7 separate regions of the Mus musculus genome follow, and regions 2, 3, 4, 5, 6 and 7 are each linked to region 1. The links are chromatin contacts, called in public HiCAR-type and promoter capture Hi-C maps. All regions are on one chromosome and are shown on one strand. Each heading gives the region's core, a stretch centred on a gene start, on an enhancer-like site or on the middle of the called end of the contact. The rest is flanking DNA. Distances are from core to core; before and after follow the strand shown.

Region 1 (3,478 bases), core at 364-2,863:
CCTCATGTCTCTACCCACTCTGGAGCCATTTACAGCTCTCGCCTTCTTACAACTCTCTGCTTCCATCCCCTTCTCCCTCTGTCTCACACTGCTGTCAAACAATCCAGTTGCCGTTCAGCGCCCAATCACACATCTAAACGTTGCTGCCACCGTTGGTCCACCGCCTTTGCCTTCACCACATCTGCTGCTTCTCTGTGCTACCAGTTCATGTCTCCAGCCTCCCAAGAGTAAATTTAACTTCCTCCCTTTACCATCAAAGCAGGCAAGACAAGACCAAAGGAAGTCTTTTATTGAGCCTCATGTTACAACATCCAGGGAGGCAGCAATGGAGTGTCCTCCAGCCAACTCACCCAGCAAGCTTGGAGCAGCCTGTATATATAGCAAGATAAAGATTCAGATAACCATAGCACACGTGGGTATTGATGAAGGTTTGTGTTGGCACCAGTCACCTTGTCCCTTTAACCTTCACCTTACAACACACAGTTTCTGTCTGCTGGACCATCAGGGGAAATAGCCCCACCTGGGCTAGGTAGAAATGATGGCAGGGTCTTCTGAAATTCATTGAATGATAGCAAAAGGTCTGATACAAGGTGTTGGGAACGGCTAAGGCCATCAACTGGGATTGTGTATAGTTCTCAGTGTGTCTGTGGAGTACTCAAAATAGCCAGGTCCTTCGGGCTGTTTGACTAACCAGTTCTTTTGTTCAAAGTAGCTGTTAATTAGGGAGTCAGATTTCCTATCCCTCAAACTCTTACTTAGGAATAGGAACACAAAGAGTACTTACATGGACAAGCTAAAGAATTTATCGTTAACATTAATAACACTAATTAATAACAATGTGTAACACCTGCCTGGGGCCCCAAGCCCCAGTTTGTGTCCCTCCTCAGTGATACTTGGACTCTCTCCACATTCAGTGTCCTGTCTTTTTTTTTTTTTTAATTTTTAATTACTTTGTTTATGTTTACATGTATGAGTTTGCACATCACGTGCTTACAGGTGCCCTGAATGGTTGTTAGTTGCCATGTGGGTCCCCTGCTCTTCACTGCTGAGCCCTCTCTCCAGCGCCTCAAGGGTAATTTTAACACAGTATTAGCCACCATCATCAGTCCCTTGTCATCAGAGGGAAGAAAAAAAAAAAAAGCACACATTTAGATCTCTTTCGGCAAAGAACTATTTTCAAGAGAGCTACAAAGTTCAGAAACTAAAGAAGATCATAAATGCTGTGTACACATCAACTTCTCAGTCCCAAGCGCCATTCCTGCCTGACATAAATACTTCTTCCCAATTATAATTTTGCATCCTTTTAAATTTCTAAAATTTTCATATTTTCCCCAAGTCTCCAACGTCCAAGATCATTGTCTTAAGTTACTGACAAAAGCCCAAGATCAGCTACTTAGAATTCCCTCGAGTAAACTATTTTAAGTGCCCACATGTTTAACCAATCCTTGTACCAAACCGCCGAAATAAGCCCTTCGTGCTCAACTTCGCCCGTGAGGAAGTTGGTCCCGATAGGCTTCCGTAGCCTGTTTTTTTTTTTTTTTTTTAAAGTTACTTCCGTTCTGTCCGGGTCGCTTTGGTGGATGCACTTCCGGCGGTGGCGATTTGGAGGACTGAAGGAAGATGGTGAGTGACTAAGGGTTTCGGCTGGTCGTCTCAAACATCCATGCGCCCCAAGGCGGGAGGACGAGGCGATGTGACGCTCGGGTTCATCGCGGGTCGGAGCGGATCTCACTCCCTGGCGGACGCGGGCAGGATGCACGGCGCCCAGGGAGAGACCGGGCTGTGAACCGCTCGAGTAGGCAGGCGCTGAAGGGCTGAAGCCGAGTGGGACAGCCCGGCCGACGCTGGGGACAGCGGCTGAGCCGCAGAGCCAGCGTAGTGTTTCTCCGCAGACGGCTCAGCGCTCTCCGGTTTGGTTGGTTGAGCCGGATTCAGATGTAGGCACGGAGGTTACCGGGCGAGCACGGTTGATGATGGCGCTTCCGTTCTAGAGCAGGGAGACAATAAATATGTCAGGGAACAGGACCGGGCCAGATCGTTACGTAGCTGTGTTGTAAGAAGGTGGCTGGTTTTGTTAGGGTATCAGCGAAGGACCCTTCGTGGATGTGAAATCTAAATCGAGGCCTAAATTAAGGTTGTAAGGGAGTAATCTGTACTGATAGCTGAGCGAAGCCCGGGCAGGGCAGAGGGTCAGGAAATGCAAAAGGAGGCAACCCTGAAGTCCGCCCGAATCATGAGCTGCCAGGCCAATGCATCTGAATGTAGGTGAAGGCCAGAGCACACAAAGGACCGGTGATGACTTTGAAAAGTATCCCAAGCCGGGCGGTGGTGGCGCACGACTTTAATCCCAGCACTCGAGAGGCAGAGGCAGGTGGATTTCTGAGTTCGAGGTCATCCTGGTCTACAGAGTGAGTCCCAGCACAGCCAAAGTTACACAGAGAAACCCTGTCTCGGAAAAGCAAACAAACAAACAAACAAACAAAAAGTATCCCGAACATGCGCCAGGCATTTCCCCAGAGTTGTTCTTACTTCTTAGAACAACCCCGAAGATTATTATTAATGTCCCCATTTTAATGAGGAAACAGAAATACAGCCAGTGACCATTGGTGGGGCACAAATCCTTTCTTTTCTAGAGCAGTTGAGAAACCCTCTGGGTTTGAGAGACAGCAGAACTTAGTGTGATTTCTGTCTAACAAGCTTTGTGACAATATACAGGGCCGTTAACCTCCCTGGACCTTGGTCCTTTTATCTGCCTGTGTATCAAGGGGGCTTTGAGAATCAAGCGGCTCAGGGGTAAAGAACACCTGCTGCACTTTGAGAGAACCCACGTTTGGTTCCCGGCACCCATGCATGCCAGCAGGCTCCAGAATGGTCTGTAACTCCAGCTCTGAGTAGGTCCGAGCCTTGCGTGTGGTCGAATGTGCTTTATGCTTGGCATCATTTCTGAGGTGGTTTTGTCCTGGTACTGAAGCCACCAGTGTTGTAGTGAGAGGTGCTTCCCTAGGGTGGTGAATCAGTGAGTCCACTGTTACTCCTGTTTCAAGCTCCACTGTTGGGCAGATGGGATGGCACTCGACATGAAGCCTGGCAGCTTGAGTTGACTCCAGGACCCACAAGGCAGAAGGAAAGAATCCCTGGAAGTCGCCCTCTGGCTTCCTCTCGAGTGCCCCGGCATGCGGGCACAGACCCACACGTACACTAAACCACATATCTTTGCACAGGAATTTAAAGGACCACCATTTAAGGCATCGCCCAGTGTTAAGCATTGTTTTAAAGTCAGAAATCCCGATGAGCTTTTCATGCGTTTTAAGATGACAGCTTTTCAGATCGGGAAGGAAGTCTTGTCTGGGTCCCAGGCTGTCAGGATAGGAGCTTGGTAGGTTGCTGCTGAAAGTCTTCTGGGTCCTGTGGATCTCTGGAGAGAGTAAATGACCATGCGTGGCGAGTCTCTTTTCACAGTCGGGGAGGTAACTGACAT
Region 2 (3,414 bases), core at 670-3,169, 1.2 Mb before region 1:
TGTTCAAATTAGTGATTTGGGGCTTTCACTAGGTCTCATGCCTTGACTACCACTACAACAGAAAATTCCTAAATTGAGAAAAATAAAACTGCTTGTCAGATTCCTTTCCAAAAAACTAGAATCTGGAAAACCTTCACTGCAGTGTCTAATGAACAAGAGAATGATAATAAGCCCCCACCAAGCCTTCCCTTCTCTGCAATCTTATATGCTGTTAACTTTTACTTTGTTCCATCCCAGCTGACCTTCCAATTGCCTGGGGTCCCCTTCCCCCTTATATATGTACAGAGAGCTAAAATAACAATCTCGTAGAGTTTCAGCACCAGAGTGTCTTGCTTACGCTGCATCAAACCACTATACTGATTTTTGATGTGCCTAATTCGAAACATCCACGAAGAAACAAATATGCCTGCTCACAGAACCCGGGTCAAGAACACAGAAGCAACAACATAACACACTTGCAAATTTTTCTGTAATACATTCGCTTTGTTGGAAGACAGAAATGTGCTTGAGGCAATAATCAATTCAAACGCTCCCAACTTTAACATTAGAGTTCGACTGAAATGTGGAAAATTACCCTTTATATGTACAGCTTACCAAACATCTCGGCCAACGTTAAGATTCAGATCAATAGAGAGCAAGATACTGTCACCCTGTGATTGAAATTACTAATAAGAAAGTAAACTTAAGGTTACTCTGATGAAGATAAACAGAATCGGAAATCGGTGTGGTAAAGGTTATTTCTCATAAAAGACATACCCTCCAAGTGCCTTCCAGCGTGCGAATTTTAACCTCTAGTGAATTGCCTTCCGAGTAACACATGAGTTTCTTTGCTATCTGCTGATAATTGCAGATAGTGAAATCTGAACTAATAACTACGGCCAAGAGTTGAGTACCGCAGAGCTTGGGTTAGTCTTCTGTCAAGTGTTTCCTTTCCCTAGCGAAATAAGATTTCCTTTTTAACAAGAAACCAATCACGGAGTCTAAACTCCTGATGTTGATGGAACGGAAAAGGTCACAAATCCAGTCAAGCGAAGGCCTGCGGAGCATCCGTAGGCTCGCTCCCCTAGAAAAGGGCGCTGCGGAAAGCGGAGTGGTAAGTGGGTGGGCTCCGAACCAGATAGATGCACATCGCTGTCCTGGGTGATGCCCCTTTGCGTGAACGGCCACGACTTCCAGAAGGACAGGCAGCTGCAAACTCCGAGGGCGCTCGGCAGGGGTGACAGCGGTCCCCCTCCCACCCCACCCCTCCGCCTCCCCGAGCCCGTACCTGATGATGTCGTCGCTGTGGCCGCGGAAGAACTTCTGCCGATGCTCCCGCGGACTATACACCACGCCGACCCCCGCCACGAAGTACACGATCTCCTTGGCCGCCGTGTAGTAGAGGTTGTTGCGGCACTGGTGGCCCCGGTAGCCGTACACCCACTCGAGCCGCAGGTGGCAGCTCGGGGCGCTCCGAGCCGCCATGTCGGTGCGCCCACCCGTCGCTGCGGCTCGGGCCCGCGGTCGCCGCCGGGGCTGGGTGACGAAAGCTCTCCCGCTGGCGGCCCGGACGCTCCTCTAAGCCGAGCCCGGCAGGTGCATCTCGCTTGCGTGGCCGCCGCAGCCGCCGCCGCCGCTTCAGCCCACGGGCGGGAGGAAAAGCCTCGCCTCACCGAACATGCTGAGGGCCGCGAGCGCCGCCGGCTGTCCGGGAGCCTCGCGCGTCTGGGAGCTCGCCGTGTCCCCTCAGCCCAGTGCCTTAGGCTGGAAGACAACCAAGCGAAGAGGGGGGACGGGGACGCGCCTCCAGCCCGCTTCTTCTCCGCCCGCCCCGCGCACCGGACTCCCCGCCCGGGTCACCTGCGGCGCTCCGGTCTAGCCGCTACCTCGCCTCCACAGCCCCGGCGGAGCCGCGCCGCGCGCTCCCGAGCCCAGCTGAGTGGCGGGAGGGCGGAGCCGCGCGGCCCCGCCCCTCCCCTGCGCTAGCCCCACCTCTCAGGTGGCCCCGCCCCTCCCGGAGTAGAGCGGAATCAGAGAGCTCCCTGCTCACCACCACCAGGCTGTGGTTAACGCCCCCCGCCCCCCCGCCCCCCCCCCCCACGCAGTCCTCCCTACCAAGATCTAAGCACCCGTTCCCACCCTCGCGAGACCTGGATTACCCCACCCAGATTTGGATTCCTGTTGCTGGGTTTGCTTGCTCAGGAATCTCTGGGGAATCCCGCTTGCCCTTAGACCTCAGCTATTTCATATGCCAATGAATAACACCAGAATAGAATGTTCACTTTATTCTTTAATCGCCTCCTCCATACCTTACATATACGTGTGTGTTTGCTTATCATGGTGCTCTCTGGTCCAGAAATTTGGCAAGAAGAAAACCTAACCTCGCAAATGTGCTTTTGACACATTAGATACACTGTCCTAATAAATAGTCCTGGATTTGTTACTACTGTTGTTCAACAGGCCTCAAACTCATAATCCTCCTGTTTTTGTCTCCTGAATGCTGAGATTACAAATGTGCATCACTGTCCCCACCAAAACTCCGAACCCACCCCCCCCCCCCACGCACCCCACCACCACCCACCCCCACCCCGCTGGCAGATCTTTCAGCTGCTGTTTTGGATAGCAGCAATTATCTCTTGATTAAAATGAAGAAGGGCATGTTTTAAAGTAATTGTGAAATCAGATGGCCTAAATAATTGTGATCAGGTAGACTACTCCTGGAAGAGATGTTGACTATGTAACATCTATGTATGCTTAGAAAAAATTAAATATTTGTTGCCGTACATCGTGAAATATTAATCACTAGCTACATATAATTTTTATGAGGTAGGGTGTAGAAGAATAAGAATTTCTCTCTGTACAGTTTTTTTTTCAACACAATGTTTTACAGATCCCATGGTACATATTTAAGAACTTCAGATTAATACTAGATTTAAATAATTTATTTTCCCATTATCATATTTTCCATTGCAATTTTTAATGACCCAAGGGTAGAGTTTGAAGCAAAAACATTCTTAATTAAGCCATCCTCAGATGACAACTTAAGACCAAAAGAGATGACGGAGGCACAGCGGTGGCTGGAAAGTGAACCATTCATGAATACTAAAGAGAGGAAAGCAAATCTCACCAGTTCTCTATGCGATCTGTTAGCAGGGTCATGGCAGAGAAGTCAGTCAAGCCTTTACCCTGGACAAGGTGTTACCGCTTTCTGAAAGTCATGCAACCAGACCCCAGATATGGATCAACAAGTAAACATCTGGTGAACCATTTACGTAAAAGAACAATAATCCTTTGGTAATCTGATGCCTCCTAGTCCAGTCTGAAGCTACATAGTTCAGACATGTGGGGTGTATTCTAAAATTCAAGCAAATGGAGTTATTTGTGGTTTTCTGTTCATGTGTTGGCACCGAGATATGTATCCTCCAGCCTATAAAA
Region 3 (3,483 bases), core at 93-2,592, 1.9 Mb before region 1:
TTAATAATTAAAAGTTGAGTAAATTAAGCAAAACTGGAAATCTCATTTTTTTAAAAAAGCCTTTACACTTAGATTTACTATCACAAAGATACCAAAAGGAGACGTTAAGGTTGTATAAGAAATATTGGCTATTTTAAATTTAAATAAACTGAGAATAGATTAGTTCATTATTACACACACACACACTGGGGTATAGAACTTTTTACTGCACTCCTAGCTTTTCGGTAGATCTAAAACTACTCTTAAGATTTCAATTTAAAAGCAAACCCACTTCCCAGTCCTGAGATCTTTGAGTCAACAAGAAATCACTCTCAAGACCTCATCTTTTGAGAATTAGCTGGTGTTTATTAACAAAGTCAGAATGGGAGAGGAAGACAACTTAAATTTTAACCAATGCACCTAATGATTCTTATGTGCCCTAACAGAGCCAGCATTCCCTCGTTCCAACACAGACACGCCACAGTTTCTGTTAGTGGATGAAGGTGGCCCTCTTTTAAAACAATATCCCAGATCGCTTCAGGCTTTACACAACTCTAAAGAGTCCAAGAGGTCTTACAGGGAGGGACGGGGTGCTAATCACTGTTCAAGAAGGGTCCCCAAACCCTGCCTATGTCTTCTGACTCACGGCTCCACCAACTAACTCCCTGGGAAGGAAGAGAACCCACCCCCCCCCCTCCCCAAAGCATCTCGCTGAGGCTTCGCAGTCCCTCTCTGGCTTTTTCCGGAGGCGACCCTTCCAGCGCGGCAAGGACAGCCCTGGCCGGCGATCCAGAACGAGGGCTCCCTCGAGCCCGGGCCACTTGACTGCAGCAGACGCCTGTCCCCTCGAGACGCCTGGCTCCCCATTGCAATCTAACCGCCAGCCCGGGTTCATCTCACCCCGGCGCGCGGGGAAGCGGCGTGCGCTCGCCCGGCAACGCCGCGGGGGCTTGTGGGAGGGGGCGGCCCCGGCGGTCCCTGCGGTCCCTGCGGTCCCTGCGCCGCACCGCACTCCTGCCTCCCGCCAGCCCGCGCTCACCCCGCCGCCGCTGACTGCGCCGATGCCATCGAACTCCCGGCCCAGCCCGTCGGAGTCGTCTAGCACGTAGGCGCCACCGGGCACTAGCAGCGCACACAACAATAAGGGCACCGCAACACGGCTCGCCGAGCCCGCGGCGGCGGTCATGACTTTTGCTTGGCGTTGCTGGGAAGCCTTAGGTTGGCTGTTAGCCATTGTGCGGGTCACGCGACTGTGGCGCCCGGGGAGGCGGGCCCGATCGCCTCCCTGAGGAAGAAGAGCGGGCGGCTGAGGAAGCTTTCGCCATCTTAAGTGAGGGCTGCGGGCTGTCCGCGCAGCCGCTGTTGTGTTGAGCTGGGGGGGCGGGGTGGGGGGCTGGTTGAGCGAGCTTTGCCTTGTCACTTCTGTGTCAAAGAGGCGGGACCGGTCTCTGCGTGTAATTACTTAGTGACCACTCTTCCTACCTCACCTGATGGATCATCTTAGAAAACGGGAAGTGAATGGTCAACAACGGTCAAAAGAGGGCTTTGAGTGGTCCTACTCTAGCCGAGCATTCCCAGTAGGAAACAGCAATGAGGACCTGGCTTTAAGCGCCCCCAGTTAAGCGGTCACCTTGGTTGAGTCGCTTGGCTTGAGGACCCTGAATTTTTCTAAACCACCGTGAGACCAGAACAGCAAGTCAGGGAACTCCGGATAAGATAAAAGTAAGATAATAGGCACTCGGGAAGTCATAATTGTGCACTTATATACACTTAGCAAATGCTAGCTGACAAAGTTTGTTCGATTGAGTAGTCTGCTATATCCAGGTCTTTTAGCCTTAAAAGAGTTAATATGATTACTCGTCCAAAATGTTGCTATATAGTAATTTGAATTGCGAGACCTAAAAAATACAATAGGTTCAGAATACTCGGACCTTTATTCTGTTTCTTGAATAAAAAATGACTATGAAAATCACTTATGAAAGATGCCCTGACTTACATAGAGGAAGTGGTAATGTTTGCCAACTCCTGTTACAGTAACCCTTGCCTTCCTATTCACTTCTCTACCCAGTTAAATACCCTGGCAGGTGCATCCAACCTGTGCCTGAGACCACATGGAGCAGATGATTGCTATGAAAGCACCCTACCCCAAAATTGTACATAAACTTAACTCAAGACATTCTGTGACTTTTTATGATTAAAATAGTCAACTGTGCAGACCTCAAGTGTGAAGTCTATAGCGGACAACATAGTGTCAGGATAAGAAAAGGTTGGACGTGCCTGCTGGCAGCTTGTGTTCTTAGAACTTGTTCCATCTACCAGTCTCACCTTGAACTCAGAGAGTTCTGCCTGCCTCTGCCTCTCTGCCTCTCTGCCTCTCTGCCTCTGCCTCTCTGCCTCTCTGCCTCTCTGCCTGCCTCTCTGCCTCTCTGCCTCTCTGCCTCTCTCTCTGTCTCTCTGCCTGCCTCTCTGCCTCTCTGCCTCTCTGCCTGGCACATTTTACAACCTAAATTGCTCCTGATCAGATTCAGCATGTTTATCATTAACTGTTTGTTTGTTTGTTTGTTTGGGGGGGGGAGTCTTCAATTTCTTAGGGTATGCCCCTGTGCCCTGTAACTTAAATTTATGTGCTTCATCCATCTAGTCTGTCACAGCAGTTTAATTCTTAGGACCCAAGGATGACAAAGGTGAAATTATGCTTCCTCGAAACAATCATAAGCTACCTTCCACTGTCAGTAAGACTGATGTGATAGGAAAGTGAACTGTCCTGAGAATTTAGATTCCCCTAATTTTGTAGAAATCAATCTCTCTCTCTCTCTCTCTCTCTCTCTCTCTCTCTCTCTCTCTCTCTCTCCCCCTTTAGTAGAAAGCATACAATAAGCTGAGTTTCCCACCCAAGCCCCTGAGACACCAGAGTGGCAAGGAGAAGACACAGGACAGGCCCTGGGGCTTAAGAGATCATAGGCTTTGCATAACTATCTTTGGAATAAGTTGTGCTCCCCCTTAAAGACAAACCTAAATCTGTGTTTCAAGACTACTGTCTTCAGTACTTTTACTCGGTGCTGTAACAATTGTACTATGTGCTAAAGAACTTAAAGACAGAAAGGTTTGTCTTGGCTTACAGTTGGAGGGTGCAATCCTTGGCAGGAGAGTCATGACAGCAGTACCCCGAGACACCTGGTGGTGTTGCATCTCCAGTCAGGAAATCCAAGAGAGGTGAACATGCTGGCATTCAGTTTACTTCCTTCTTTTTGTTCCATCCAGGACTTATGACAGCTTCCCTCTTCAGATAAGTCTTTCAGGGAAGACCTTCATAGACACGCCCAGAGGTGTGTTTTGTGGTGATTCTAAATTCAGTCAAGTTGATAATGAAGATTAACCACCACAAACACAAATATGGGAAATTATATGAAAGGATAAAATCAAACCATTGTCTTTCTGAGCAATACTATACCTGTGTTCATTCCTCTTTCTCCTCCTCCTCCTTCTTCTTCGTGTGTGTGTGTG
Region 4 (3,745 bases), core at 831-3,330, 1.9 Mb after region 1:
CCCTGAGCCCAGCCATCTCTCTAGCTCTAGGTGCCTTTCTGCATGTGGGGCCATAAGAAGAATTTTGTTTTTATTTCAGAAATAAAATATAGCATTATTGCTTTGCTTTTCAAGAGTGTTTCTTTGTAGCCCTGGCTGTCCTGGATCTCACAGGAATCTGCTTGCTTCTGCCTCCCCTGTGCACCACTGCCTGGTACTGTGGTATTTTTAAAAAAAGAATTGGGAGGCTGGGCAGTGGTGGTGCACTAAGAAGGCAGAAGCAGGAGGATCTCTGAGTTCAAGGCCAGCCTGGGCTACACAGAGAAACTGTGTCAAGAAAAAGAGGGGGGGGGAGGCAGACAGAAGGGGGTGAGAGAAGGAGGGAAGCAGCCTTGGCTTTGAAAAGCACACACCGTATCAGAGCCACACACTCTGTCTTGTCATTTATTTTTATTTTATTTTATTTTTTTAATTTTATTTTTTGGTTTTTCGAGACAGGATTTCTCTGTATAGCCCTGGCTGTCCTGGAACTCACTTTGTAGACCAGGCTGGCCTCGAACTCAGAAATCCGCCTGCCTCTGCCTCCCGAGTGCTGGGATTAAAGGCGTGTGCCACCATGCCCGGCTTGGTCATTTATTTTTTTAATATTAAAGTGATCCAATTTTTTTTTTTTTTTTGGGCAAGCTTTTAACAAGAACTGAATCTTTTGTTTGTTTGTTTTGTATTTGTTTTTTGAGACAGTCTTACTGTGAAGCTCTGGCTTACTATCCCTCTGCCTCATCCTCAAAAGTAGTTGGAGTTACAGATGTAGGCCACATGGACGAGGCGTTTCTGCGTCATAGCTAATTCATATACTCCTCACCACAGACTGCAGATTTAAGTAACCATGTCTCAAGATTGGGGCTTTTTTTTTTTTTCAGATGAAGAAATCCAAATTTAGTTGTGGCAAAGTAACTTGCTTTAAGTATAGGGTAAAGAGTCAGGATTAGCATAGTCCCCAGACAATCTGTATCCTGATCAGGCTTAAGCTCTTTTGTTCTACTCTCTCTCCTGTGTACGGAGGTAAACAGTTAAATAACTCCTCCTCTCTTTTCTTCTTTGCAGAGCCTCTCTCTCTCTCTCTCTCTCTCTCTCTCTCTCTCTCTCTCTCTCTCTCCATGTGTGTGTGTGTGAGACTTTTTAAAAACAAAAAACAACTAACCCCACATCCCACATATTTCTTAATATTTTTCTCTAACACAAGGTATTTCCCTTAAATACCACCTGCCTCTGCTTTCCAAGTGCTGGGATTAAAGTTTCTTTCCCTTTTCAAGAATAACAGACACTGCTGTGAGTCTTATTTTGCTGAGTCTTCTATCTGGATTCATGCTGGAAACATGTAGACTTTTTTTGTTGTTTTGTTTTTCAAGACAGGGGTTCTCTTTAAAGCCCTGGCTGCCCTGGAACTCACTCTGTAGACCAGCCTGGCCTTGAACTCAGAAATCCACCTGCCTCTGCTTTCCAAGTGCTGGGATTAAAGGCATGCGCCACCACCACTGCAGGCACATGTAGACTTTTTAAGAGATAATACCTTGTGTTGGACTGGACCCCACAGTTCTTTATAATTATTACAAAGTGTCACCTAAGATATGGAATGGATGGAGCAAAACCGAAACCGTTGAGATCATAACACGGACTGGAAACCAAGCAGAAAGCCTTGTTTTTAAAAGGCAAATGGCTACGTGCGGGTTTCACAATCAGGAGAGTTGGACGAGGAGACAGACGCCTGGGCGACCGCGCCCCGCTTCTGGATAGGAGCTGCATTCCCTATTGTGGGCTCAAGAGTCGGATCCTTGAGAACCCTTCCGAGTCCCCCGAGAGCCAGGCCATCAGATCGTCCCCAGAGCAGTCTTTGTAAAAGGCGTGGGGCGGGCAGCGCGCAGGGGTCACCGAAGGCGACCCTGTTTCCCCTCCATGCGAGCGTTCCCCAGAACCCTCCCGCCCGCATCACCACCACGGGTGGCGCCGGGGTCCCCAGACCCACCTTCAGCCTGGTGACAAGGCGACCAAGGACAGCCGCAGGGAGCTAGGCCACTGGCGCCGGCGGAAGCCGTGACCTAAGGAGCTGCCACTCGCCGCGCCAGCCCTGATGAGAGGGGGTGGCGTCGGCAAACCGGCGCTTCTCTCTCCCTTCTCACGCGCGAATCCCGTACATCTTAAGCTGTGAATGATCGCGACACGTTTTGAATAAGACGTGGATCCAGGCTGACAAGGTTTGCGAGCTTTTGCGCTGTCCTCTTCCCTGACCCGGTTCGTCACCACCCCTACAGATGGTGTCGCCCGGGTCGTCCCCGCCTCAGCCGCTCTGCTCAGGCCCAAGATGGCGGCCACCACACAGGGGCTCCTGCCGGCTGCTCTCCGCCGCTGAGCGCGCGCTAGCTCTGCTCGCTCTCCGACCTGCGTTCCACTAGGGGTTGGGAAGGGCGGCGGACGGTGCCGGGGGGAGATTGGCCTGGCAGGTGAGGACGGGAGACGGAAAGGAGCCTTCGGGTTGGGAGGAGGCCCTCAAGGGGATGGGTTCCCGCGTCGGCCCGGTGTCGCCCGGACGCGCTCCCGCGGTTTCGGTTGTGACAGTCTCCGTGGTTCCTGGAACAAGCGTTCCGCAAGGGGGAAGAGAAGTGACTTTTCCCCGGGCTGAAACCTCGGGGTGTTGGGGCGCGCCTATGCTTCCTCCTTGCCCTCCCTCCTGTCTAGTTCCTCTGAGCTTTCATCAGCTGGAGCTAAAAGTTAATCCGCGTCCAGCCTGGGCTCTTTCCCCTTGTACCGCCGTACTCCCCAAGCCTCCCCATCTCTGCCTTTCCCATCTTGGGCTCAGAGAACACGAGGCCAGCAGGTGCCTTCGTAGCTCCTTAATTCCAAAGACCCTTGAGAGGCTCATGCCACGCCTTGATAGAATTAACTTCTCTCGGCGCTACCACAATCACCACGTTTCCCAAGATCCCATTCCTAGTTTCCTTGCTTACGTACTTTTCAGGAAACCAGAAGTCAGGCCATATCCAGCCCCAGTACTCTGGCCCCTGTGACAAGGAGAACTTAAGCATCATCTATGCCTACTTTTCTACCCTTTAATTTTACGATTCCTTTGCCCCTTTCAAAGCCTTTCTTTACCTGAACGATTAAAGAGAGACTTCTCCCACTGTGAGCCCCAGGACTAGTCCAGATCCGTCTTTGCGTATTTCTCATTAGTTGACCTCAGCGTGAACGATCATTCTTGAGAAAGCAAGTATCTGGTATATATTCGAGATGAAGCAGAGGTAGTCGAAGTCACTGCCCTGGGGGAATTCCCGATATGGTGGGTTCAGTGCGTTCAGCACATTTATTTCTATTGCTTCGAGCACTGTGCTTGGTTTGGGAGATGCAAAGATGATCGCTTTTGGACACAATCATCATCCCTTGGCAAACACTCCTCCTGCCTCCTTTGTGCTAAGTAATGAAGCTTTACCTGGGGACAATGAAAAGCTTGCACCTGAGCCAGATCAAGAGGAATTTGCTAAGCCTGGGAGAACAAAGTTATTCCTGGGTGCAGAAGAGGGATTAAAAACTTGAGAAGGCTGAGCACTGTTGGGGAGATTTTTAACAAATCAAAAACTGGAAGAGTGGTTGGTGCAGACTGAAGGTGCAGATTAGGTCGGCTTGTGAGTGGTCTTGGAGCTTGTCTTGCATTTAGTCAGCAGGAAGCTGGTGCACACTTGGCAGGGAGTGGGCAGGAGGTATTTATGTCTTAGGA
Region 5 (3,634 bases), core at 470-2,969, 1.3 Mb before region 1:
CCAATAGCCACCATGTCCCCTTCGGGGCTATAACACACTGTCCGAGCAGCGTGTCCCAAATTCACTTTGTTTAGCATCTTCTGCATAAGAAGCAAGAGTCACAGGAAACAATTACAAACGAAATCAATTTCCCCACACCTCCAAATAATACCAAGTTAAAGCTAGCAGTTGAGTATTTCCACTTCTTAAAAACTATAACCTCTCATTAAAGCGTTTGTACCTACTTTATCAGCAATGTCCCAGAGTCTCACTGTCCCATCTTCAGCAGCAGAAAGGAAGAAGTCCCTGGAGGGATGTGTTGCGAGTCCCCAGATTGGCCCATCCACATGGCCATTAACTAAAATGTTACATGCTGCATTTTTCTCTCCAACTTCAATTATTTCCGAATTCCTTGTCCCAACTAGTATCTTGCCCTGAAATACAAAAGGACCAATATACTTAATGCGATACAATAGTTACATGCTTTGAGCTAATATAGTTGTAAAGCGAGCATTAGTTCATACGAACATTTCTATTCCTAGGGCCACACAACTGCAACATCGCTGGGCTACTACATGGGAGAGTCAGTGCTAGAGACTATAATGATGCCCTTCCACGCTTCAGTCGCAGAGTTTTGGCTTTGACTATGATAACTTTAGGACCTCCAGATTGGAAAATAAGTGCATTGACACACAGGGAGAAAGAACTGGAATTCATCTTTAAGTTAGTGAATGCTAGGTGTGGTGCCGTACACCCGTAATACCAACACCCGGAGGCTGAGGAGGGATAACTGCAAATTCCAGGCCAGCGTGGACTACACAGCAAGGACTTGTCTCAATAGTAGAAATTTTAAAGTAAACCTAACGAGGCTTTAAGTATACAGACAGGACAGCACATGCATGCGATTTATAGACCTGCAGTGCAAGTGCATGACACTCTTTACAGAGATGTATGAGGTTTTGTTGCTTTTAAGGGAAGCAGAATAGGGGAAATTAAGGGACACTGAAAGAGGAAAAATCCTAGGGCATCTGATTTCTTTTTTCCCCTAACTGCAAATCAAGAATTGGATGCACTTAAAAACAAAACAAACCTCTGCCCCAATTCATCAGAAAGACTTCTCTCCTCCTCTCCTCTCTTCCCCTCCCCTCCCCCTGTCTTTATTTATATTTATTTTTATTTGAGGTGGGGAGAGGTTGAGACAGGGTTTCTCTGTTCCCCTGGCTGTCCTGGAACTCACTCTGTAGCTCAGGCTGGCATCAAACTCAGAGATCTGCCTGCCTCTGCCTCAGCCTCCTGAGTGCTGGGATTCAAGGTGGTGCCCAGCTACTAAGACTTTTTAAACAACAATAATCCTTTTCTGTGAGACAACTGAACTCAAGCGTGTACAACAGCTGAGTTGAGTAAGAGTGCACATCTTTAATCCACCCAGGAAGCTAAGGCAAGACCAAAGTGGGTTCTCTTGGAGTTTAATCTCGTCAGTATCCATCCCTCACCCATTGATACAAACAGTGCCTCTCACAAGCCACCTTACAATATTAATAAAAAGGTCTATTTTTAAATGCAGGATAAGTAAACTACATCATTTTAAAACCTTTAAATTTTAAATTTTAAAGCTGCTTAAGCTGCTAGAGAGATGTTTGAGCACTTTAGAGCAGTTGCCGCTCTTACAGAGGACCATAGCTCACAACCAGACATTTCCTGCATTGCACCTCAAGCTCCTGCTCACACATGAATGGGGATCTCTAAGGGAGGAATTCCTCAGAGTAAGCCAGTAGCACCATGGAAATCTGCTGTTGCTGGAGCTACATGGAAAGAGCTGCTCTAATTAAAAGCGAGTAATAAAAACCAAAAAACAAAACAGAAGGCTGTCTAACTCAGATGCCTGCCATTGAATCCCCTTGTCCTAAGTGGACTATTTTGTTGGGCCTCAGTAGAGGAGGATGTGCTTAGACCTAGGGCAGTTGTATGTCCAGGGTACCCAAAGGGGCTTTCCCTTTTCTGAGGAAAAGCGGAGCAGGCACTGAGGGAAAGGATTTGTAAAGGAGGACCTGGCAGGAGAGGAGGGATGGGGAAAAGTCAGGATGTCAAGTGAAGAAATAGTCAATAGTGAGGATTGTCAATCCTATCTTACCATAGTTCAACCAGCAGATTCAAGACAATACAGAGGTTTAAGTAGTGTTTAGATACAAGTTTTCTGTGTTAGTGAACAGCAAATAACAGCACCACTATGTATCATTAAGTACTGCTTATTAAGCAAAGCGCGGGGATCACAGCTGCTCTCTAGTTTCTGCTGCATCTCACTGGCTCAAGGAACACCTTACTTTGCCTCTGCACACAGACCGAACACAATCTGTGACTTGTCCTGTCTCAAGCCTGAAGGCCCGGCATCGCCTCAGTTCCTGATCCCACAGTTTAACTGCGCCTCCTTCCTTTGACCTAGGTATATAAAAACAAAACCCAAGTAAGTATTTATAATTGACCACTACAATAATTTTCACTATAAACACTTAGTTGTCAGGAGTATTTTAAATACCTTATTTATAACTTCCAGTATTCTAAATTTTCAGGAAATTTACGGATACATACTGTATTTCAATCAAGATACATATACTCAGTTCAGTTAATTTTATTTTGTGAAATAAAATTTTCTTCTGACACAAGCATAATTGTATTTAGTCCATGATTCATCACAATGCACTTTTCATTATAGCTCTCCACTAAGAAAATCCACATTTTTTAAATAATTGTGTGTATGTGTACATACCACGGGGTGATGATGGAGGTCAGAGGACGACTCTGGAATCTGTTGCCCCTTCTACCTCTTTACCTGGGGATTGAACTCATCCCCAGGAATGCTAAGCTATCATACCAGCCCAACAAAACCATTAAAAAAAAAAAACAAAAAAACAAACCAAACCATTTTTAACATTAGAAAGATAACTAAAATATAAAGCAAAAAGAGGATTATAGATGCAGTGCCACGGATTTTACCTTTAAGGGCCAAAAGGACATCACACTTCTACAATCACTAAGATCCACTGCTGAGACAGTGTAGCTGGCAGTGAGTGGAGGTGCGGAATGAGGCAGTGTGCAGTGGGAGACACTTGGCTTTCGAGTACTATAGAAAGGGTGAAGTAGAGCGACTTATGGAGTTTCTCTCGAAAGAACTGAAAAATAATTCAGTTTGTTTGCTGTAGTTGGAGAAAACACCTTCCCATAACTCCTGCTCAGTAGAGAACTGGGCTCCAACCTGCAGGAGAGACTGCCCTTCAGTTGCTGTGTCATTTCTACTCTGCAGGTGACTACACTGGTAGCAAATGGATTTTATCTTTTGCGAGGAAGGAGCACAGGGTCTGAGACAGTCACACTATGTGACTGTGGCAACATCTGTGTAGACAGGCTGGCCTCGAACTCAGAGATCGCCTGCCACTGCTCCCCAGGTGCACCACCACACCCAGCCTTAATTTGACTTTTGACAGATTTTTAAATTATGTGCATACATGTCTTGGTGTGTGTGTGTGTGTGTGTGTGTGTGTGTGTGTGTGTACTTCGGGTCCTCTTCAAGAGGAGTCTATGCTCATAACTGCTGAGCTGTCTCTCCAGACCCTCAATTCTTTTTCTTTTTAATTTTTGGTTATGTGTGTGGTCACAGGCC
Region 6 (3,413 bases), core at 258-2,757, 1.2 Mb before region 1:
CTACCTCACTGGGACCTTCTCACAAATTCCATCTCTAGAGTCCCTTCTAGGGAAACACAGATGGACCAGTATTAATCATCACTATAAAACTTATAATCTTCATAATTAGTCACTTCCAAGATGCAAAAATTCTAGAAGGATTGCTTAGAAAATGAGACTAGAAATATTCACAATCCATTCCTTTGTTCTGAAATGTAGACGTCGGGTTGAAATCTGCAAAAGCTACCTGGGTTAAATATAATGTTTGCATTGTGATTCTCTAGTGGTTTCAGGAAACTGCAAAAGGTCTGTGTTTATTGATTGTTATCTGTGAGAGAAAGTGTAGACACCGTCAGAAAACTCTTCACTATTCAGATATTTTCTTCTGTCTTCCGTCATGGTAGGAAGGAGGCAGGAGGATGGTCTAAGAAGCCACCCCCAGACTCACCCCAGCCTCATTTCTGCATTATGGGCTCTTGCTGTTAGATATTTGTCATCTTTGTAAATGTGTAGAGGAAAGTCGGGCAGTGGTTCAATCAGTCAGAACCACTCTGGGCTGGGGATTTAGCTCAGTGATTTCAACAATAGAATCTTTATCTAGCGCGTGCCAAAACCCTGGACTCGGTCTTCTGCAGGGAAAGAATAAAAGCAAACAAAACCAAAACTCACTGCACACATGAAAACATTTGACAGACGACACGTGCCCATAAACGGGGTTTCAAAAGTTTATTTGTTGTATCTGGTGTCAAATACCTGTATGCACTGGCACTAGGGAGGCTGCACTGCAGATTAGCCTAGGCTGCATGGCAAGATCTTGAAACCAAAGAAAACAACCCAAACCAAAGGAAAACCAAAACAATACAGCAACAACAAATCTCCCTTTCCATACATTATCTACTTTGGAAGAAATGCCCTCAATCTGTAAATTATAGTCTCGCCTCCTTAACTCCAAACAAGTGAAGCAAATAATTTCTCTTTTTGGAGCCTATCTCATCTTCTCATCTGTAAAATGAGTGTATTGGACTAAGCAAGCTCTCAAATCCCTTGCAATTTGAACACTGCCGTGAGACGGAAAAATACTGTAGAGGTTTTGGATTTAGGGCACAGGAGAAACTGTTTCCGCATTTATGTTTCTAGAGTCAGAAATATGACAGCAGTAGGAATGCGCGAAGTGGGGCGTAGTGAGACAGGAGACACAACCCGGGTCAATTTAGGTGGGCTTTTTTTTTTTTTTTTTTTGGCACTTACAGGGTAAGCAACCGGATGGTTGCTAGGCAACTGCATCTCTCGTTAGCACGGAGGACCCTGTCCGAGGTGTCTAAGTCACTACCTGTTTCTTTTAAAGGCTTGGTGGCTTTTCAAAGTTAATGCAATCTATTGTCATTAAAAGAACACTTTTTTGCCAGCAATTCTTTGCAAACTCTCTGGCTGAGGTCGGCTCTCAGAGGCTTTCCCGTCCCCTGTTTTCAGGCGCGCTGCGGACACCTCCTTAGCCAGGCCCCGCCGTTGCGCGTTGCTCAGCAAAGCCAGACGCCTCCCGCTCGCTGCTCCCGAACCCCGCCCTCCCCGGGCCGGGCTCTGGGTACAGGGCCTCTGGGTTCCTTGAGGGTTGTCCCGGACCACCATGGGCTCAGAGATGGAGCCACTGCTCCGGGCCTGGAGCTATTTTAGACGCAGGAAGTTCCAGCTCTGCGCCGATCTATGCACGCAGATGCTGGAGAAATCCCCTTATGATCAGGTACCTGGCCGGCCCCAGGCAGTCTGTGGATCCTCTTTGCTGAGGCCATGGGCTCAGGGCGGGATCCCTCTGTCCCCTGAGGGAGGCCCGGGAGGAGGGCCCAAGAAGAAGTTGCCTGTGTAATCCGCAAAGGCACCTGGAGCGAGACTCTTTGGAATCCTGGACAGTAGGTCCCTGCCTTTTGCATCCCCTGGGAATCCTGAGTCCTGTGCTTTGACAGCTCCTGCTATAAACTTCAGCACACCTTTTTCAGAATTAGTTATATTTAAAGGGACTCTGTTAAGTTTGTGAGGGGCTTTGATAGTTCATTGGTCATTCACTGGTCACACTCCTAACTTGGTTGATTTCTAAAAAGGAAAATATATATGTGAACAAAGACTTGAGATGCAGCCGCCTTTAAACACAGCTGTCTTTTGGTCCAGATAGTGAAGCACGCGATCTACCGCATTTTTAGACCTCTGTCCAAGTGTGAAGGAACTTTTGTTTCTGAGTCATGAATTCAACTGGAGGCAAGATAGAAGAATGAGAATGTAGATGAGGGAAGGATATATTTATTTTTAAAGAAACTACCTGGGCAAGAGAAACTTTTCTTGTAGGAGGGAAATATAAGACAGAAGAAGACCTGATAGCCTTGGTTAGAAGGACATATAACAGTTCAACATGAAGGTATACTCCTGTACAGCAAGGGGATCAGTAGTTCAAAGCCATGCTCAGCTAGGTAGAGAGTTCAAGGCCAGCCTGGTGAGCTAAAGGAGAACCTGTCTTTAAAGGGGATCGGGCAAAAGGGAACTTAATAAATACAGCATTATTGTGTATAATGAATGCAAAGGTCAATAATGAATGGGGGAGGTATCACGAACATTATCATTGAATAAATAGCCCCTGGAAGAGGCGAGAAGAAAAACAGGAGCCTAAGAGTAGAGTTGTGCCAGTTTGGCAGTGCTTTTAGGTACATGCACAGTGTATTGTACCTATTCAGACCCTGGTTTTCTTGCTTTCCCTCTAGTGGTGTTGCCTTGGAGTTGTTAGGAAAGAAAGGGAAAGCTAGAAAAGCCTGAGTGTGAAGGTTGTTCCTGGACTCTGCTGCTCTCTGAGCGAATGGATGAAGGATGCTCAAATAAATGGTCATAGGCGTCCGGCAGAACAAACTGTATTGGTGGTGATTCTAGAAGTGTTGTTATTATTCATGCTCAGTAAAGGACTGTGAGTGTGTAGATGGAGATTTTTTTCCCCCCAAGAGCGTTGCTTGGTACATTGGTCCTACAAAGGCTGCTAAAGACATTTCCAGCACAATCCAGCATGCTTTGGAACAAGGCAGTATAAAATCTCTTTACCATTGTTACAAGGGAAGTTTGTTAAGACCTTTGGATGTACCAGACATTGTTCTAGGCTCAGTGGTTCTCAAGAACATTATGTGTTGTTTTCATTGAGTTGGGATGGTTTCCCCAGCACAGGATTCCCAAGAGTTGCTTACTGGACGCTTCCTCATTAAATGCCAGCAGGGAATGTATACTCCTCTCTCTCTCTCTCTCTCTCTCTCTCTCTCTCTCTCTCTCTCTCTCTCTCTCTTTATTCACACATTTATTTGACCACAAATGCATTGAGAACATTGAAGAAATTCAGATGAAAAAGTATCAAGTAATATGTCTCTTAAATTGCTGAACATTCCTTTTTTTCTTTCCTTTTTTAATTAGAT
Region 7 (3,907 bases), core at 786-3,285, 1.4 Mb before region 1:
AAATCTAAGACGAACCCTAAGCCGTCTCTGTCCTTAAGGAGATTGCAGGCTTCTATAATTATATTCAGAGCTGTATCACTAGTAGGGACATGGTCAAGGTTCCTAAAATTTTTGTTTGTTTGGCTCTTTGGAGCTCTCTAGTGAGAGCTCCCCCTTCTTTCCAGAAAGACAAGTTTTAAAAACTTGGGGTTGAAGAAGGCCAGGGAACAAAAGGGGAACCTACAGCAGTATGTTAGTAACTGCTGACTGCCTTACTTGGGTAAAAGCACTATTCCATAGACGGAATTGGAGGCGGGCGGGTGTGTGTGTGTGCTATAATAAGATAAAGTCTCTGTCTGCAATATTTTTCAATATTCTTTGCTGTTTCCAGAGTATGAACAATGGAGCAAAAATGAAAAAAAAAATCAAGAAAATGAAAATACTTTTAAAAAGTTAAACAAGCTTTTACCTAGGAGATACACTAATTGTGCTTCTCTAAACCTAAACAACAACGAAAGTGTAGTGTGCAAAGTATTATCTCATAAGTTGTAGATTTCAGTCTTCAAATTGTGGCAACTAAAACATTAACGTATATTTTTAAAAGTTTCATGCGTCCAAAGGGAAGACATCTGATTTATATACTGTCAAATGTGCTAGTGTCTCCACTCTAAAGATGGAACTATGCCCTTAACACAGTATACTACACTATATAGCTTAATTATTAAGTTCTGAATAGACAAACTCAAATTTCCAGTTGTCGCTGAGATTTGGAATGTTTTACAGCACTGGGGAGGAGGAAAAACCAATGTTTTCTCTTTTTATTTGGGCAACTGTTATCATTTGATTGTTAAATTTCTATGCATCTTCTCCTAAGAATGTCTGGTTTCTTGATTATTCATATAAAACCTACTGTGGAAAAACTGCTTAGTAACTTAAAATTTTATGTTTGATTAATATATCTTGATGATGCCATAACTTATGTTTCAATATTACAGCCAAGAGGTAGAAACTTAAGATACTCTGGAGAGGGTTGGTATAGGTGCCAACTACTAAATGAAATAGACTATATATAGCCTTTAAAAGAGAAAATCAGGCTAATTTCTCTATAAAATCATCCCATTATAGAATAAGAAAAGATGCATATTTAAATCCTGCTTCACGGGTTTACAGAAGATGCTCTGCACTGTTAGCGAGTCCATTTCTCATTTTTCTTAGCCATACCCCCTTCTAGAGGTTTCTCAAATTTACTTTAACTCTGAGTCTCACCAGAGACTTTAACTCGAGTCACACCTCAAGTCAGTCACCACATGTTCATGGAACTTTGCCACTATTCCTTTAACGTTAAATATTCACTAAAAAAGAGAGCCTAACATTTTTAGAACGCCTATATCTTAGTGCCTTAAATCAATCCTGTTTCTCACAGAACATTTGTGCATATAACCAAATGGCCTACAAACAAAACAACTATTTCCAGTGTGGAACTGTTGTCTTGTCCAAAACTTAAAAAGAAAGAGAAAAGAAAACATGGGTCAGTAACTATTAGACATACTGCAGTGGTTCCTTGGAGCTCATAAAGATTCAGAAGGTTTTTACTAACATTCTTTATAATCATAAGGCTTTCTCGGCCGCGGCGGCTGGGGATAGGACAAGCATGCTCAGAGCAGCCAATCTAAACAGGGTTTACAGAAATCACAAGTCGGAATTTGCAGATCCAAGAATTCTTCCTCCAGGAGTAAAGACGCTTTGCTCCAAAACCGAAACAAGGAGTTGCCAAACAGACTTTCCTTTATGCCCCTTGTTGCCAAAGTTATACGGCAACCTTCATACTCCACATATTCCGAGAGTCACAAATATGCCCAAGATTTCAAACCCCGATCCAGAACTAAGCCTCAACTATCCGCGGAGGAGTCCGGAATAGAAGTTCCAGACTCTTTTTAGAAATGACTAGGAGATCAGAGCGAGCAAGGGAAGACTTCGCTCTTTGTTACGCCCCTGCCCGAGTCCCCCGCGCCTCACCTGCTCCGGCTCCCGCCGGGTCGGGGCCGCGCTCCGGCTCTGCGTCCCGCCTCCCTGGGCTCCGCGCCTTCGCAGCCGCCGCAGCCTCTGCTGCTCGGTCGCCCGCGCCCCAGGCCCGCGCGCCGACCGCACGCCTTGCCCGCACTGGCCGGGCCGCGGCGGCACTCTCTGGGGGAGCTCGGGGGCCGGGGCCGGAGCTGCGGGGCCCGCGTCCCTCCCCTAGGGCCGGGCGCGCGGATCCGGGGAGGCGGCGGCGCGTGACCTCAGAGAGTTGGAATGCGGGCGGCAGGGCGCGGGGGAGGCCGGACAGCTGCGGCCGGCCACCGGGGAGGGGGCGCGCCGCTGCTGTTTTTAACCGTGTGACCAGTTATTTTAAGTTTCCAAATAAAGCAGAGCTTTGAAGAAGAAGAAAAAAGGGAGGTGAAGAGGAGGTTATTTTGAGTCCAGGTAGAAAGGGCTTGGTTGCATTATTAGGTGGTGGTCTGTAAAGAAACTGGGGTTGTTGGAGTACTCTTGAACATTGCTGAAGACAGTTCAAGACTTTCTACACGCCCCCTACCCTACCCGCTTTAAGTGCCTGCTCCTCCCATCAAGCACACACTGCTCCTCTGTAGGAACTCTGAACTTGGAGAGAAGTGGAAAGCTGACCCAAATGGGCAGCAGGCTGGAGGTGCTGCTCCCCAGAATCCACTAGGGAGCAGAGGGATAAGAGTTCTAGAAATAAGGAAGCCCAGGGAAGCCACTCTAGATCTCCCCTTTATGTGTAATAGCTTAGCTTTACCTTGGAGAACCACTGGGAAGGACTACTGCCAAGGAGTAACCATGGAAGTAGCTCAGAGAGAACTGAGAGGAGCTGCCCTCAGCGGGACTCCAGTGCTTATTATTATACTGTATTCTTGCTAAACCACACCGCGAGCACCTGGCTTCATCTCCTCAGAGTTCTTCCTCTTCGCACTACTCCCATGGTTACTCTCCCTCGGGTTTGTCAGTCCTTCCCAGTGTTCGCCCAAGGTGAAGTTCAGCTACTAGACCTCTATGTGTGGTCTAGAGTGCGTCCTTGGCCACTCTAATTACCTTCTCTCCAGCATGCCCACTGTCCCCAACAAAGAGGGGGCAGCGCCACCAGACCCCTTTCCATTTATGTCAACCCTCCACGCCTCTCCGACTCAATTTAGGGCTCTACTTCCAAGATTAAAAAAAAGTTCTAGCCACGCCGTGGCTGCCGCACTTGGCAGGAATATTATAAATTGTTTCGTAGAGGCTTCATTTATACCTCTTAGAATTCCGAGGGCAGTTCTGGGCAGACAGTAGGCACTAAATAAAAACGTGTTAATTGAATCGGGAAGAAAATGAAAGAAATTTAAAAATAGAAAATGATCCTAAAACCCAAGTGGTGCTTTAGACAACCAAGTTGAACTTCTTCACAGTCTACAGATGTCATTTACCAACCATGCACTTAAGCTCTGTTTCCCTCAGTCATGTGAATTTGGCAGAAACATCCCCATGGCAAGGCATGAGGACACATTATTAGGCATAAGTTACTGGTGAATATTTCCTACAAAAGGGGGTGAGGCGATTTATATGGCTTAACCCCAACATTTACAACATGATTGTTAAGTGAAAGTCTTCCCACTCTGCCTGCCAGACACCCAGCTTTTCTGGAGAGAGCTATTTGATTCCTATGTATTCTTAGAGAGATACAGACTATTATGCACATACGTGCACAGTGCACATGTCTACATCTTATTGCCCAGAAAGTGGCACGTCATACACACTTCTACAATTGAAGGCAATTCTAATTAAGTTATACAAATACAATTTAGAAAGAGTGCTAGAGAGATGACTCAGCAGGGAAGGGGAAGGGTTATTCTAGCAGAGGACCTGTGTTCAGTTCCTAGCTCCCATTTTAGGT

Evidence for each region. Promoter capture Hi-C pulls out the DNA fragments that hold promoters and counts their contacts. HiCAR-type assays count read pairs that join an accessible place to other places. Capture Hi-C pulls out chosen DNA fragments and counts their contacts.
Region 2: a contact with region 1 is called in a promoter capture Hi-C map of embryonic stem cells, with 6 times the contacts expected there. The contact joins the promoter of Eml5 here to the promoter of Psmc1 in region 1. A contact is called at or near these places in 6 of 39 promoter capture datasets (embryonic stem cells, frontonasal cranial neural crest, hippocampal neurons and 3 more), 7 of 484 Hi-C or Micro-C datasets (B cells, CD4 T cells, cerebral cortex and 4 more), 8 of 115 datasets of contacts at active chromatin or transcription factors (T-cell acute lymphoblastic leukemia, embryonic brain, embryonic stem cells and 4 more) and 1 of 9 other capture datasets (adipose tissue).
Region 3: a contact with region 1 is called in a promoter capture Hi-C map of liver, with 4 times the contacts expected there. The contact joins the promoter of Galc here to the promoter of Psmc1 in region 1. A contact is called at or near these places in 4 of 39 promoter capture datasets (the 3T3-L1 cell line, erythroid cells and hippocampal neurons), 1 of 484 Hi-C or Micro-C datasets (the G1E-ER4 cell line) and 1 of 9 other capture datasets (liver).
Region 4: a contact with region 1 is called in a promoter capture Hi-C map of erythroid cells, with 6 times the contacts expected there. The contact joins the promoter of Ndufb1 here to the promoter of Psmc1 in region 1. A contact is called at or near these places in 2 of 39 promoter capture datasets (erythroid cells and liver).
Region 5: a contact with region 1 is called in a HiCAR-type map of astrocytes, with 4 times the contacts expected there. The contact joins the enhancer-like site here to the promoter of Psmc1 in region 1. A contact is called at or near these places in 9 of 39 promoter capture datasets (the 3T3-L1 cell line, the HPC-7 cell line, embryonic stem cells and 4 more) and 2 of 115 datasets of contacts at active chromatin or transcription factors (astrocytes and large pre-B cells).
Region 6: a contact with region 1 is called in a HiCAR-type map of astrocytes, with 6 times the contacts expected there. The contact joins the promoter of Ttc8 here to the promoter of Psmc1 in region 1. A contact is called at or near these places in 3 of 39 promoter capture datasets (the 3T3-L1 cell line, hippocampal neurons and pre-B cells), 2 of 484 Hi-C or Micro-C datasets (B cells and muscle stem cells), 2 of 115 datasets of contacts at active chromatin or transcription factors (astrocytes and stem cell-derived neural progenitor cells) and 2 of 9 other capture datasets (adipose tissue and liver).
Region 7: a HiCAR-type map of astrocytes shows a contact between it and region 1, with 7 times the contacts expected there. The contact joins the promoter of Ptpn21 here to the promoter of Psmc1 in region 1. A contact is called at or near these places in 7 of 39 promoter capture datasets (the 3T3-L1 cell line, cranial neural crest, embryonic stem cells and 4 more), 17 of 484 Hi-C or Micro-C datasets (the Ba/F3 cell line, CD4 T cells, LSK cells and 12 more), 8 of 115 datasets of contacts at active chromatin or transcription factors (astrocytes, embryonic forebrain, embryonic stem cells and 4 more) and 3 of 9 other capture datasets (adipose tissue, embryonic stem cells and liver).

The regions. Positions count from the first base shown.
Region 1 is chr12:100,108,589-100,112,066 of GRCm38.p6, forward strand. It overlaps Psmc1 (protease (prosome, macropain) 26S subunit, ATPase 1), which reads left to right and starts at 1,614. Exons shown (of 11, transcript NM_008947.3): 1 at 1,614-1,623. The coding sequence starts at 1,621.
Region 2 is chr12:98,899,565-98,902,978 of GRCm38.p6, forward strand. It overlaps Eml5 (echinoderm microtubule associated protein like 5), which reads right to left and starts at 1,920. Exons shown (of 44, transcript NM_001081191.1): 1 at 1,268-1,920. The coding sequence starts at 1,464.
Region 3 is chr12:98,258,117-98,261,599 of GRCm38.p6, forward strand. It overlaps Galc (galactosylceramidase), which reads right to left and starts at 1,343. Exons shown (of 17, transcript NM_008079.4): 1 at 1,019-1,343. The coding sequence starts at 1,213.
Region 4 is chr12:101,973,658-101,977,402 of GRCm38.p6, forward strand. Ndufb1 (NADH:ubiquinone oxidoreductase subunit B1) reads right to left here and starts at 2,081. Exons shown (of 3, transcript NM_001378525.1): 1 at 2,003-2,081. Cpsf2 (cleavage and polyadenylation specific factor 2) reads left to right here and starts at 2,317. Exons shown (of 15, transcript NM_016856.3): 1 at 2,317-2,477.
Region 5 is chr12:98,794,207-98,797,840 of GRCm38.p6, forward strand. It overlaps Eml5 (echinoderm microtubule associated protein like 5), which reads right to left. Exons shown (of 44, transcript NM_001081191.1): 37 at 2,301-2,415; 38 at 225-413; 39 at 1-80. Among named protein-coding and RNA genes, the nearest start is that of Gm35463, 6.4 kb to the right of the region's middle. Within about 2 kb of position 1,720, at least 10 of the 459 cell types and tissues checked have an H3K27ac peak or open chromatin away from gene starts, as enhancers often do. A contact at or near this core is called in astrocytes, where this site is marked.
Region 6 is chr12:98,919,067-98,922,479 of GRCm38.p6, forward strand. Ttc8 (tetratricopeptide repeat domain 8) reads left to right here and starts at 1,508. Exons shown (of 14, transcript NM_029553.4): 1 at 1,508-1,717. The coding sequence starts at 1,604.
Region 7 is chr12:98,735,370-98,739,276 of GRCm38.p6, forward strand. Ptpn21 (protein tyrosine phosphatase, non-receptor type 21) reads right to left here and starts at 2,036. Exons shown (of 19, transcript NM_001146199.1): 1 at 1,996-2,036.